2 separate regions of the Mus musculus genome follow, and region 1 is linked to region 2. The links are chromatin contacts, called in public promoter capture Hi-C maps. All regions are on one chromosome and are shown on one strand. Each heading gives the region's core, a stretch centred on a gene start, on an enhancer-like site or on the middle of the called end of the contact. The rest is flanking DNA. Distances are from core to core; before and after follow the strand shown. Region 1 holds the start of Gpt (glutamic pyruvic transaminase, soluble). Region 2 holds the start of Eef1d (eukaryotic translation elongation factor 1 delta (guanine nucleotide exchange protein)).

Evidence for each region. Capture Hi-C pulls out chosen DNA fragments and counts their contacts.
Region 1: a promoter capture Hi-C map of liver shows a contact between it and region 2, with 2.7 times the contacts expected there. The contact joins the promoter of Gpt here to the promoter of Eef1d in region 2. A contact is called at or near these places in 2 of 39 promoter capture datasets (liver and pre-B cells), 1 of 484 Hi-C or Micro-C datasets (double positive thymocytes), 1 of 115 datasets of contacts at active chromatin or transcription factors (bone marrow-derived macrophages) and 2 of 9 other capture datasets (liver and macrophages).

Annotation. Positions count from the first base shown.
Region 1 is chr15:76,692,764-76,699,470 of GRCm38.p6, forward strand. Gpt (glutamic pyruvic transaminase, soluble) reads left to right here and starts at 3,963. Exons shown (of 11, transcript NM_182805.3): 1 at 3,963-4,256; 2 at 4,396-4,485; 3 at 4,559-4,667; 4 at 4,779-4,912; 5 at 5,077-5,320; 6 at 5,540-5,619; 7 at 5,693-5,829; 8 at 5,952-6,126; 9 at 6,233-6,388; 10 at 6,473-6,585; 11 at 6,657-6,707. The coding sequence starts at 4,095. Ppp1r16a (protein phosphatase 1, regulatory subunit 16A) reads left to right here. Exons shown (of 12, transcript NM_001358933.1): 6 at 74-177; 7 at 251-375; 8 at 464-589; 9 at 676-751; 10 at 832-961; 11 at 1,105-1,267; 12 at 1,535-2,156. The coding sequence ends at 1,909.
Region 2 is chr15:75,907,291-75,913,709 of GRCm38.p6, forward strand. Eef1d (eukaryotic translation elongation factor 1 delta (guanine nucleotide exchange protein)) reads right to left here and starts at 2,054. Exons shown (of 10, transcript NM_029663.2): 1 at 1,955-2,054. It overlaps Tigd5 (tigger transposable element derived 5), which reads left to right and starts at 2,445. Exons shown (of 1, transcript NM_178646.4): 1 at 2,445-6,419. The coding sequence starts at 2,501. The coding sequence ends at 4,429.

The sequences.
Region 1 (6,707 bases), core at 2,713-5,212, 790 kb after region 2:
AACATGTAGCACGGGGACTGAGAGCTGCTGCATGAAGGCCCTGAGGCTGCTGGCTTATCTGTTTGCCTTGTAGTGGTGCAGATCTCCTTGCAGTCAATTCCGATGGGAATATGCCCTACGACCTGTGTGAGGACGCACAGACGCTGGATTGCCTTGAGACTGCCATGGCCAACCAGGGTGAGTGTGCTGTGCCCACCTGCAAGGGCTGGTGCCCTAGGTCATGCCTTCTCTGAGCCACCTTGCCTCTCAGGTATCACCCAGGAGGGCATTGAGGAGGCCCGGGCAGTGCCAGAGCTGTGCATGCTGAATGACCTCCAGAACCGCCTGCAAGCTGGGGCCAACCTCAGTGACCCTTTGGATCATGGGGCTACTCTGGTGAGAGCTCAGACACTTGGGGGTGTTTGTCCTGGGGCAGGTACTTGGAAGGGGTTCAGGGATTCAGGGCTGAGTGGTCTGCCTGCAGCTGCACATCGCCGCTGCTAATGGGTTCAGTGAGGTGGCTACCCTGCTGCTGGAGCAAGGCGCCAGCCTGAGCGCTAAGGACCATGATGGCTGGGAGCCTCTGCATGCTGCGGCTTACTGGGGCCAGGTGAGTGTGCACAGGAGCAGGGAGAGGGTAGGTTCCGGGCTCTCACTAGAGCCCGCAGCCAAGCAGCTACTGCTGGCTGCCTGCAGGTACACCTGGTAGAATTGCTTGTGGCACATGGGGCTGATCTGAATGGAAAATCTCTGGTGGACGAGACACCCCTCGGTGAGTGTGGGGTTGCCTACATCTGGTGGAAGGGAGTGGCCATGAACGTGCCCATGACACCTCTGTCCATCTCTCCTCAGATGTATGTGGTGATGAGGAGGTGAGAGCCAAACTGCTGGAGCTCAAGCACAAGCAAGATGCACTCCTGCGGGCCCAGGGCCGCCAGCGCTCCCTGCTGCGCCGCCGTACCTCTAGTGCAGGCAGCCGTGGGTAAGCCTCCTGCTGTGGTCACTGTCCGCTTGTTGAGACCTAGGCTTTGCCCCTAGGGACATCAGCTGGCGGTGATATCCCAGTAGGATTTGTGGGCATTGGTTGTAAGATGGGTAATGACGTCTCAACTTTCTCTCTCCCAGGAAGGTGGTGAGACGAGTGAGCCTGACACATCGCACCAACCTGTACCGCAAGGAGCATGCCCAAGAGGCCATTGTGTGGCAGCAGCCGCCACCCACCAGTCCAGAACCTCTAGAGGATGAGGACAGGCAGACAGACGCTGAGCTCCGGCTGCAGCCCCCGGAGGTGAGCACGCAGCCTCTGTACTGTCCCAGGTGTGGAGCAGTCCTGGTGTGTGATCTGATTATTTAGTGCCTAGTCCTCTATCCGCACTAGCCCTCTATGGAGGCAGTAGGCCCAGTGATCCCGTGGGCAGGTATCTGCTGCTGACATGGCCCCCCACTCTTATGTCTGTCTGTCTACTACCACTTCACACAAACTTGAAGCCCAAGGCTGGTGTAGGCGGAAACAAGCACCTCCTGATGGCTTCTGGGTTCCTGGCTCTGTTCACAGGACGATGGCCCTGAGGTGGCCAGACCACACAATGGCCAAGTAGGGGCCCCCCCCGGGAGACACCTGTACTCCAAGCGTCTAGATCGGAGTGTCTCCTATCATCTGAGTCCTGAGGAGAACAGTGCCCCTGATGCCCTCGTCCGGGACAAGGCCCACCACACACTGGCAGAACTGAAACGCCAGCGAGCGGCTGCAAAGCTTCAGCGACCTGCCCCTGAAGGGCCTGAGACTTTTGAGCCTGGCCTGTCTGTTGATGCTGGGACCTCCCAGCCTGACTGTGGCTTCAGCACAATTGGGGACCCGCCCCTGCTCAAGCTCACTGCTCCCTCGGAGGAGGCGTCTGTGGAGAAGAGGCCGTGTTGCTTGCTCATGTGAAATGTGATTCCTCAGTATGGCAGGGTTCAACCCCATGCCCAGCCGGAGGCTTCCTCACGATCTCTGGCCTGGTGACCCACTTAGCACATACCCCTGTGCTGTGGGGGAGCCGGCACAGAGCCCCATCCCCCTCCCAGCCCAGGACACTGGCCACCTTGCTCAGGGATGGACTATGCAGAGCTCTACCTATGGGCCTCAGGCCACAGTCTGTTTATTGTGACTCTTGATAAAGGCTGTTTGCCACGGAGCCTTCCCATGTGTCTCACTGGTTAGGAGCCACCCATGCCCAGGAGCACCCAAACCTGTAGATAGGTGCATGCTCGGGCTTGCAGGTAGCAGCCCCAGCCTTTGTGGGAGAAAGGCTCAAGGCCATAGGCAAGAAGCCCAGCCTTAACTTCCACCTCTCCTAGTTGGTTCAGCTTCTTGGAGGCTCTTCTGTAACCCTTTGCTTTCCTGAAAGCAGTAGGACACTTTGGAAAAAACTCTTCATGGGTGATGGAGTGGGTGGCCATGCAGAGGGACAGGAACGCTGGCTGGAAGGGAGACAGTGTTTTCCACAGGACTGGGCCAGAGCCAGCAGCGTGAAACAGGCAGAAGACTGGCATTAGTTAGGTGCTTCCCAGGGTCATGGTCTCAGTTTCTGGCATGAAGCCCTGATCCTGGGGCATGTCTGCCAGCTTCCGCCTGTGCTGGTATAGGTGACAAGCAGTTGGCCACTTGGGCTGTGCTGGCTAGGGACAGTGTATCAGAATGAGAGGGGCCCTTTAGGGGCCTCAAGCTAGAGGGAAGAAGGCAATTCTAGATCATGACCGTTGCATTTGTATTTGCATGGCCATCTCTACGAGGTCACATGGGCACTGACCTGGTCAGCCTGGTGTCCATCCTCAGGGCCTGTCCTTCCTCTAGCACCTGTGGTTGGAGGGTTAGTGTCCTTGGAAGGGCTTGGGGGAGGGTTGGTGATGACTGCTGGTTAAATTTAGAGTAGGGCTGTGCCGCCGCTGCCTGAAGTCCACCTGCTACCACTCCTACTTGGGCCCTGCTAGTAAGAGGCAGGCAGTGGCAGGTTCTGCCAGGGCCAAGCCTATATTAATCTGTGGTGTGTCCTGAGGGCCAGAGAAAGGCCACTGAGCTGGGAGGCTACTGTGGCATCAGAGCCAAGAGATCAGAGGTGAGTGTGTCCCCACTCCAGGGCCTCCAGGGACAGAGGGATTAAGGCTCACCTCATGCCTTCCTAGCTGCCTGCTGCCCAGCTTAGAAGTCATTCTCCCCAGCCCTTAGCCTGAGCCATGATGGGTCCAAGGGCTTAGATGACCAGGTGTTGAGCAAGTCTATAAGCTTTCTAGAAGGCCAGTGGGAGTGGGGTACTGTGGGCCTATCAGAGCTCACTTCCTGTTCTCTCTACCAATCAGGAGCAGCAGGGAAGGGGACTTAGTTACCCTTGGCCTGGGTTGTCGACCTAAGGGCACCCTCAAGCTGATGTGTATTGAAAGGGCATGAGGGCAGTCCAGGGTGAGGTGTGTCCAGAACTAGCTGTCCCGTCTCCAGTCTCTTCCCCTCCCCCTAAACCCTTGCAGTGGCTCATCAGAGACCAAGGTCCAAGCATAGCACTCTGTCAGTCCCCATGGAACCCAGAGACTACACATCTTTCTCCCTTCCCCCAGTGCTCCCCAGATTCCCAAGGCCTGGCTTAGTTACCTAGGAGACAAGTCCACTTGCTTAAAGTAAAGATGGAGTGTGTATCAGGTCTGAGGCCTAGGCTTCAGCTGGGCCTTGCTAGGGTAAATCTCCAGTAGTCCCTGGTTCTGTTCTTAATAGGCTGAGATGCTCAGTGCTCTCTTCTCCCAGTTTCCAGTGTGTCAAGTATTGAACCATCCGTCTGTCCCTACTCCCCAAGTGGGTCTCTTGCTCCCTCGTGGGGACACTAGGCGGCACTGGGCCTCGCCCCAAGCCCCGCCTGCTGCCTTACCAACTCCCTCTGGCACCCTGGGGCAGATCTGTGCCCAGCCTGATGGGGCGGGGCCCAGGGTGCTCCAGTTCCTTCAGCCTTTTCTGCCCCTTTCAGTAGGGCCAGAAGGCTGCCGTGGAGAGGGTGGTGCCTTACCTCACGCAGACTCCCCATTCCCAGCCCTGCTCCCCAACTGGACCCTTCTTCTTGAGCCAGCATTCTTGCCTGCTTTGAGCAGCCATGGCCTCACAAAGGAATGACCGGATCCAGGCTTCAAGGAATGGACTGAAGGGGAAGGTGCTAACTCTGGATACCATGAACCCATGTGTGCGGAGGGTGGAGTATGCAGTCCGAGGCCCCATCGTGCAACGTGCCTTGGAGCTGGAGCAGGAGCTGCGCCAGGTATTGCCTTGGGCCACTTACTGCCCTTCTGCTAAACTTGGGCTGCTGAGCTCGTCCCCAGCACAGTGGAATGTGGGACAAAGGCAGTAGAGTAGGGTGGTGGTGTTCAATCTCCCTGCCCGCTTCCTTTCTTTCCCAGGGTGTGAAGAAGCCTTTTACTGAGGTTATCCGTGCCAATATTGGGGATGCACAAGCCATGGGGCAGAGACCCATCACCTTCTTCCGCCAGGTTAGGCTGCTGTACTACCTGTGGTTACTCCTCCTTCCCCAGCTGCTCTGGACTCAGTACTTGGTTCTTCCAGGTCCTGGCCCTCTGTGTCTACCCCAATCTTCTGAGCAGTCCGGACTTCCCAGAGGATGCCAAGAGAAGGGCAGAACGCATCTTGCAGGCATGCGGGGGCCACAGCCTGGGTGAGTGCGAGCTCTAGGTGGAGCCCAAGCCTTAAGGAGAGGCAGAGAGGGACGAGTCCCTTGGGAAGATTACAGGACTTGGCCCACCTCATTTAGCTTGTCCCCTTTCAGGTGCCTATAGCATTAGCTCTGGAATCCAGCCGATTCGGGAGGATGTGGCGCAATATATTGAGAGGAGAGACGGAGGCATCCCTGCAGACCCGAACAACATATTTCTGTCCACAGGGGCCAGCGATGCCATCGTGGTAGGGTAGCCCAGGGCAGGGCAGGTCAAATCGGAGTAGCCCTATGTGTGAGGCTAGATGGGGCTGAGTCTGGTGCAGCAGCGTCAGCACAGGGCGGTGGTGGGGGCGGGGTGGGGTGTACAACTCTGGTTGCACTAACGCTGGGCTCCCTATCCGGCCTACAGACCATGCTCAAGCTGCTGGTAGCCGGCGAGGGCCGTGCGCGAACCGGTGTACTCATTCCCATTCCTCAGTACCCACTGTACTCAGCTGCGCTGGCTGAGCTGGACGCCGTGCAAGTGGACTACTACCTGGACGAAGAGCGCGCCTGGGCTCTTGACATCGCTGAGCTGCGGCGCGCTCTGTGCCAGGCACGTGACCGCTGCTGCCCTCGAGTACTATGCGTCATCAACCCCGGCAACCCCACGGGTAAACCTATCAGCTCCGCCCCCTGCAGTTTCACTCTTTTTACCCCCCCCCCCCCGCTAGCTCCGCCTCACTGGGCTCCTCCTTCCAGCCCCGCCTCTTCCTCCAGAACCTGCCCTTGCTCTCCAACCCCAAGCGCCTGGGCTGAGCACTCTTGGGCTTGGTTCTCTGTTGCCCGCGGGCGGCTGACTTTCCAGTCAGTGATGCATCTTCACACTCCAGGGCAGGTGCAGACCCGTGAATGCATCGAGGCCGTAATCCGCTTTGCTTTCGAAGAGGGACTCTTCCTGATGGCTGATGAGGTACACACAGGGGCACACAGAGTGGTGAGCAGCAGCTCAGCCCCCAGCCTGAATGACACTGCCACCCCTACAGGTATACCAAGACAATGTATATGCTGAGGGCTCTCAGTTCCATTCATTCAAGAAGGTGCTCACGGAGATGGGGCCACCATATGCCACGCAGCAGGAGCTCGCGTCTTTCCACTCAGTCTCTAAGGGCTACATGGGCGAGTGCGTACAGGCTCAGGTGGTGGTGGTGGTGGTGAAGCGGGGAGGGCTAGAGGACTCTCAGTCACTGCCACGGTGGCGCACCCTCTTCCCAGACCAGCCTCAACTCATGCTCTCCTGGGCAGGTGCGGGTTTCGTGGTGGCTATGTGGAAGTGGTAAACATGGATGCCGAGGTGCAGAAACAGATGGCGAAACTGATGAGCGTGCGGTTGTGTCCACCAGTGCCGGGCCAGGCTTTGATGGGCATGGTGGTCAGTCCGCCAACCCCCTCGGAGCCGTCCTTCAAGCAGTTTCAAGCAGTGAGCAGACCAGACCAGGCCAAAGATACCTGGTGATCCGGCTTTGGGTGGGACTATAGAGGGACACGTTGAAACCCTCTTCCATGATTCCCTCCTGTGACTGCAGGAGAGGCAGGAGGTGCTGGCTGAACTGGCAGCCAAGGCTAAACTCACGGAGCAGGTCTTCAACGAGGCCCCCGGGATCCGCTGCAACCCGGTGCAGGGCGCTATGTATTCCTTCCCTCAAATTCAGCTGCCTTTGAAAGCAGTGCAGCGTGCGCAGGTGGGGCATGCAGGGCTACATGGGGGCCGAGCAGGGTGTGGGCCTGGCGCCAGGCTGTGAGCTGACCACCCTCCTGACCCCCAGGACCTGGGCCTGGCCCCTGACATGTTCTTCTGTCTGTGCCTCCTGGAAGAGACTGGCATCTGCGTTGTGCCTGGGAGTGGCTTTGGGCAGCAGGAGGGCACCTATCATTTCCGGTGAGACCCGGGATGGGTTGACCCTGCCACTAATGGACCTGTACTTCACGCTGACCATTTGTCCTTTTCAGGATGACCATTCTGCCCCCCATGGAGAAACTGCGGGTGCTGCTGGAGAAACT
Region 2 (6,419 bases), core at 804-3,303:
TGGACATTCGGAGGTAGCATGTCACCCCCTCAGTCTTGACAGTGATGAGCTCCCAGTACTGTCTGTCCTCCACAGGATTAGAAATGTGCAAGGTGGGTAGGGAACAGGTCTGTCAGAAAAGTTCAACTTGTATCCCTTCACGCTTATAGCCACATCCTCTGGGCTCACCTGGCCTGAGTCTGTGAACAGATGCTGCCCATGGGGGCTTTTTCTGTGTCTGGTATTCAAAGGGGGCAGCTGGTAGCACTTGGAATGTGAGGACTCACGAGCTTTTCAGTCACAACAGCCACGCAGTGTGACTCTCCCACTGCAGCTTATGTTGGCACAGGAGTGGTGTCTTGGTCTTTTTTTCCCATGGGTTAGTAGATTCTCATCTCCAAGCTCCCACCCTGCTTCTCTGCCTCTGGGATATCCCAGTCCTACTCAGAAACACTGGCCTGAGCTGTCTGCCCACTTTGAGACCCAGAGGCTAATGCTGTCACTCCAGTCTAAACCCACCCAGCCCCAATCTCCTTACCCCCAAATGCTATTGTTTGTTGGCTCTATTTCTGTTCCAGCAGACGGTACCTTGACCTGACACACAGGTCTTGGGACTCTGCTAGACGACTTGCTTTCTCAGCTCTTCCTTTACACCTGATAATATCTGGACCATACCTTGGGGGCATTGGTTGTGTGTCATCTTAGACACAGGAAGGAGAATGAAAACTCTGATTGGTAGAACCACCCAAGTCTGCTGAGTCAAGTGATGTGTGGAACTGGAGACCAAAGCACGTTCCAGCACCCGGATTTCACATGTTTCAATGACTCCAACATTCAATAGGCACACAGCATCTTAGACCCCTGGCTCAGAAGAAATGTTTAATGCCAGCATCTCCTACCTGCATCCCCCAAGTGTCACTCTTGCTATCAAGCCCTCTCAAGCACTTTTGCCTCATCTGTACTATGCCACGGAGCCTCACCTATCCAAAAGATAAGCCCGGAGGACGACCCTGCAGCAGCCTTCTCCTGAGAGGGCAGAAAGCCATGCAGAGCAAATCCCAGGCAACCAAGTCTAAATGGCTCCCTCTGCCAACTCTCCAACTGTTTGCTGAGTTCTCCTCCCACAGTCCGAGAGAAGGTTCATGATGTACTGGCCATCACAGAGCCTGGGAAGGGGACTCCTTGTCCCTTTGACTTCTTCCTCTTGACTCTGTTGCCCCACGGGATTGGCTTAGGGGGCACTCGGTAGTCCTGTCACATCCATCCTTTGCTTCATCCATGAGAATCCGCCTGAGATAAGACCCAGTTATCCATCCCCGAGTGACAGGGCCAATTCAGAAGCATCCTTGGGAGTAGCATCCCAACATTATAGCTTCACCAAGTTCTTTTTGCTGCAGGGTAGCCGTTCACTCTAGAAAACCATGATGCCCGGAGAGAGTGCTCATGTATTAGAAAAGGGGCGACCGTACCCTTCAACGCCCCTTTCCAAAGAAAGCTGCCCAGATCACCTTATTCAAATCAGTAAGTAGAGCTAGTCCTGTTACTTTTGAGCAAATCGACACCACCACGCCCTTTTTTCTACCCTGTGTTCGTGGACCGTACGAGTTCCACCAGTCAGCACCCGAAGCAACCTCCCTCTATGCCTAGAGTTAGGTACGCCCTTGGTGCTTAACCGCAAAGACCTAGGGCGTTAGCAAGAGCTGGGCCCCCAAAATTCCGGAGCCAGCCCGACCGCAGGCAACCGTGTCACTCAAGGCCGTGCCGTGCTGGGATGTGCGGAGCCACCGCGCAGCCAGCCTGAAGCAGCGCTCCGGAATCTGGCAACCATGTGGCCAGCGGCCCGCCTCCACACAGGCCCAGACGCCCGCCCGCAGCCCGCACTGTCCCACGGGAGGCAACCCTAACGGCGCGGGGCCCGGGCACTCCAGGCCTCCGCCGCACGTGCGCTCCTTGAGGCGGGGCCCCCGGTACTCACACGCCAGCCAAGGACGCAGCAACCAAAACCTGGAACTGCGAGCTCAGGACTGCAAAGGAGAGGGAGGGCGCCCGCGCAGCTCCCGGAAAACGCAGCGGCATAGACCACGAAAGGCACGGCGGGGGGTCCAACCCTGGGCACGCGCTGTCTTGCCCTCAGAGCGTGCATCACGATGCATGCAGGAACCACCATGGTAGAAGCAAAGGAAGAGCTACCTTGAGAGCCGCGCTTCACCTCAAGAGTTGTCGCTAGGAGCGGAGAACCGGATCTCCCAACACGCCGAACCCCTCCTCAGCTCGAAGAGTGGATCCGTCCGACGAGGGCGGGACGTAATGAAGCTGATGTGCGCACGCGCTAGTGACGCGCCCAAGGCCAGACTGTGCGCAGGCGCCACGAGGCGAAGTGGGCGGGCCTTGCGGGCCGGGGCAGGCAAGGCTGGCGAGACAAAAGGGAGGGACCCGGGCAGCCCCGCCCCCGAGCCCCGCCCCGAGCGGCCCGCGCGGGGTGTCAGGCTCGCTTTCCCGGGTGGTCCCTGGCGCCGACGCCATGTACCCCGCGAGCCCTCCGGCCGGCCCAGCCCTGCACCCGGTCCCGCATCGCGCTCGTCTTCCCCAGCCACGGTGCCTTGCTGAGCCGCCGCGATCGCCGGCGCCCGGCCCGGGTTCCACGGCGCGCCCGCCGCCGCCCCCAGCGCCCGGGCCGCGGCCCCGGGTGGCCGTGAAGATGACTTTCCGCAAGGCCTACTCAATCAAAGACAAGCTGCAAGCCATCGAGCGCGTCAAGGGCGGTGAGCGGCAGGCCAGCGTGTGCCGCGACTTCGGCGTGCCAGGCGGCACTCTGCGCGGCTGGCTCAAGGACGAGCCCAAGCTGCGCTGGTTTTTGGACCAGCTGGGTGGAGAAGTGGGCACGCAGCGCAAGAAGATGCGTCTGGCCAACGAGGAGGAGATCGACCGCGCCGTCTACTCGTGGTTCCTCACCTTGCGCCAGCACGGTGTGCCGCTATCCGGGCCAGTTATCCAAGCGCAGGCTGAGGCCTTTGCTCGCCAGATCTACGGCCCCGAGTGTACCTTCAAGGCTAGCCACGGCTGGTTCTGGCGCTGGCAGAAGCGCCATGGCATCTCTAGCCAGCGCATCTATGGTGAGGCTGAGTCCCCGGTCGCAGGCCCCGCGCCTGTCAAAGAGGAGCCGGCGCAGTCACCAGGCGCAGTTCTCGTACCTGACGGCGCGCCAGCCACTCTACCCCACTCCGAGGGCGGCTATGGCGACGAGCAGATCTACAATGCTAACGTTACTGGTCTCTATTGGAGGTTACTTCCGGAGCAGGCCTCAACTCCGGGCACTGGGGACTCCAAAGAGCCTGGTGGGTGCAGCCGACGCTGGCGCAGTGACCGAGTGACAGTACTGCTGGCCGCCAACCTGACGGGCAGCCACAAGCTGAAACCACTAGTCATCGGGCAGCTACCGGACCCACCCAGCCTGCGTCACCACAACCAGGACAAGTTCCCGGCCTCCTACCGCTACAGTCCGGATGCCTGGCTCAGTCGCCCGCTTCTTCGGGGCTGGTTCTTCGAGGAATTTGTCCCTGGCGTCAAGCGCTACCTGCGCCGAAGCTGCCTGCAACAGAAGGCTGTGCTGCTGGTGGCCCATCCACCCTGTCCGAGTTGGGCCACTAGCATGCCTCCCCTGGAGGAGAGCGAGGAGACTCCCAGGCAGTGCCAGCCTGAGCTCCTTGGGTCCCCAGAGGAACTTCAAACACCTGATGGTGCAGTTCGAGTGCTCTTCTTATCCAAGGGCACCAGCCGAGCACACATCCCTGCACCGTTGGAGCACGGCGTGGTGGCAGCCTTCAAGCATTTGTACAAACGCGAGCTCCTGCGGCTTGCTGTGTCTTGTGCCAGTGGCTCCCCTCTGGACTTCATGAGAAGCTTCGTTCTCAAGGACATGCTGTACCTGGCTGGCCTCTCTTGGGACTTGGTCCAGGCAGGCAGCATAGAGCGCTGCTGGCTGCTGGGTCTGCGAGCAGCCTTTGAGCCTGGGCAGCAGCCAGCTCACCAGGTAGAGGAGACTGCCGAACACAGCAGGGTGCTCAGTGACCTCACACATCTGGCAGCTCTGGCTTACAAGCGCCTGGCACCTGAAGAGGTGGCCCAGTGGCTACACCTGGATGATGATGGAGGCCTTCCGGAAGGCTGCAGAGAAGAGGTGGCCCCCGCTGCTCCTCCATCCCCAGCTAGCCTGCCCTCTAGCATCGGGGCTGGAGAGGAGGAGGAGGAGGCCACCGAACAAGGAGGAGTGTTGGTACCTACTGCTGGGGAAGCTGTCTGGGGACTAGAGACAGCTCTGAGGTGGCTAGAGAGCCAGGATCCCAGAGAAGTGGGGCCGCTGAGGCTTGTGCAGCTACGTTCTCTCATTACCATGGCACGGAGGCTTGGGGGTATTGGGCCCTCAGCTGTAACTTCTGATGATGGTGTGTGACTACCTTGGCCCAGTGGTCTTTTTCCTGCCTCACTGGGAGAGAGGGGGCACATACAGTCTGCCATCTTCCACCTTTTCTCCCCGGTAGTCCACTGTATGGGTCCGGGGATGCAAGCCCAGCCCAGTTTGGAGGAGTTCTATAAGTAAAGGATGTACTGCCCCAATCCACAGGGTCTGGGGAAGTGGCTATGTTCTTCCCTGGGTAGGCACATGTGGGCACATAAGCACAGCCCCTACTGGAGAACAGTTGACTGTACTTCCACTCTGGCCCCTATGGGGCTCACACACACACACACACACCTACCTGCCTCCGAGTGCACTGCCTGAGGCTGCTGCTGTTTCATCTGCTTCCCTGGTGCTACCTGGTCTCATCTCAGTGGGGAAGCATTTGGTTCTTGGTTTTGTTTTAAAAACATTAAACCTGTTTGGAAAGATGCTCTTCCTGGGGAACCCATGAGTGCTGACTGACAGGGTGAGGTGGTCTCTGGGGCTCTCTTGCCCTTGCTCTGATAACTCAGGTCCTTATGGTGCTGGATCAAAGCCCAGGCTAGGCTCCATCCAGTCCCTGGTGAGCCCGGTGCCTGGTGAGGTTTTGGATGCAGCAGAGAGTATAGCAAATTCTGTTCTACTTGGATTTTTAGTCCCTCCCACTCCCCAGCCCCCTTTAAGTACTCCATTCTGGATAGGTCTTCTATTCATGAGGTTAGCAAGTGTTTGGATCAATGGGCAGGACAAACCACAAAGCACTTTGTTTAGCTCCAGGGCAGTCTGATCTACCTGGAAACATGCCCTAGCCTTTGCAACCATCTGGGAACTCTGCAGTGCCTTAGAGTCAACCTCTAGCCCCATGGGCTCTTCCTGCACCAGCCTTCTCCAGGAACTATGGCTGGATAGCCCAGGTTGAAGGAGAAAAGGCTCAAAGGAATGTCCACATTTTGTATCTGCTGCTCTGCCCAGCTGTGGATTCAGATGACTGCTGGCCGTCTGGAGCTAAGGCACCTGCGTCTTAAGGAGGGGCACTGTGTCTTTGCAGGAATTCCATCCAGAGCCTTTGTCCCGGTCCTCCTTGTCTTTATGTCTCCTACTCTGAGCCTTGCAAACATGAAGTGGAGAAGGGATGTAACAGCTTGGCAATGGGCAAAGCCTTGAGTGACGTATCCAAAAGTGATTTCCACCTAGGCCCAAGAATATAGTTCCTTGGAGCCACGACTACATCCCAGTCAAAAATCTGCATAAATATCAAAAGCTGAGGGAAAGCATAGAGCAACAGAACTGGAGCTCAGGTAGCAGGCTCCATCTATGCACACTAAGGACCATCTGACCACCTAAGTACCCAGCCTCCCCAAAGATGACCTAGAAAACCTTGGGCAATCGTGGCTGGTGGGGGTCTCCAGCACTAGCTACTTGGCTGGGTTTTCAAAAGTCTAATGTGTTTATACCAGCAGCCTCCATATCAGCCAGATACCCAGGTTAGGAACTACCATCCAGCTTTGACAGACCTGCTTTCAAATCTGCAGAGAGCCAGATCTGGGCCTTGGAGGTACACTCAAGGCTGGGTAGCTTCTAGTAGCTGCTCTTCAGCCTAGGTTACATGTACTGTTCTTTTGAAGAGGTTCCGATCTGGCCTGGGCTCAGGTAGACTGGAGTTGGCAGAGACTAGGGCTCAGGAGTAAGACCCCTCTCACCAGCCTCTCTAAAAGCCCCTTTTACTTGGGCCCAGGAGGTTATGACCTCATATTGCTGCTGCCTTATAAACAAGCAAGTACGGCCTGGCTGAGTGACAGGGTTCCTGTCAGGTTTGTGTTCGTGTACTACCATTAACGGGGCTAGGGAGATGCCCATGAGGCTCAAAGGTGTCATCTCAGGCTAGGGATGTAGTGCAGTGGTAGGATGTCTGCCTAGGATGCCAAAGGCCCTAGGTTCAAACAACTGCACTGTAAAAAGAAGAGAAAAGTACACTTAGAAACATTCTGGTGTTCTTTACATGCTC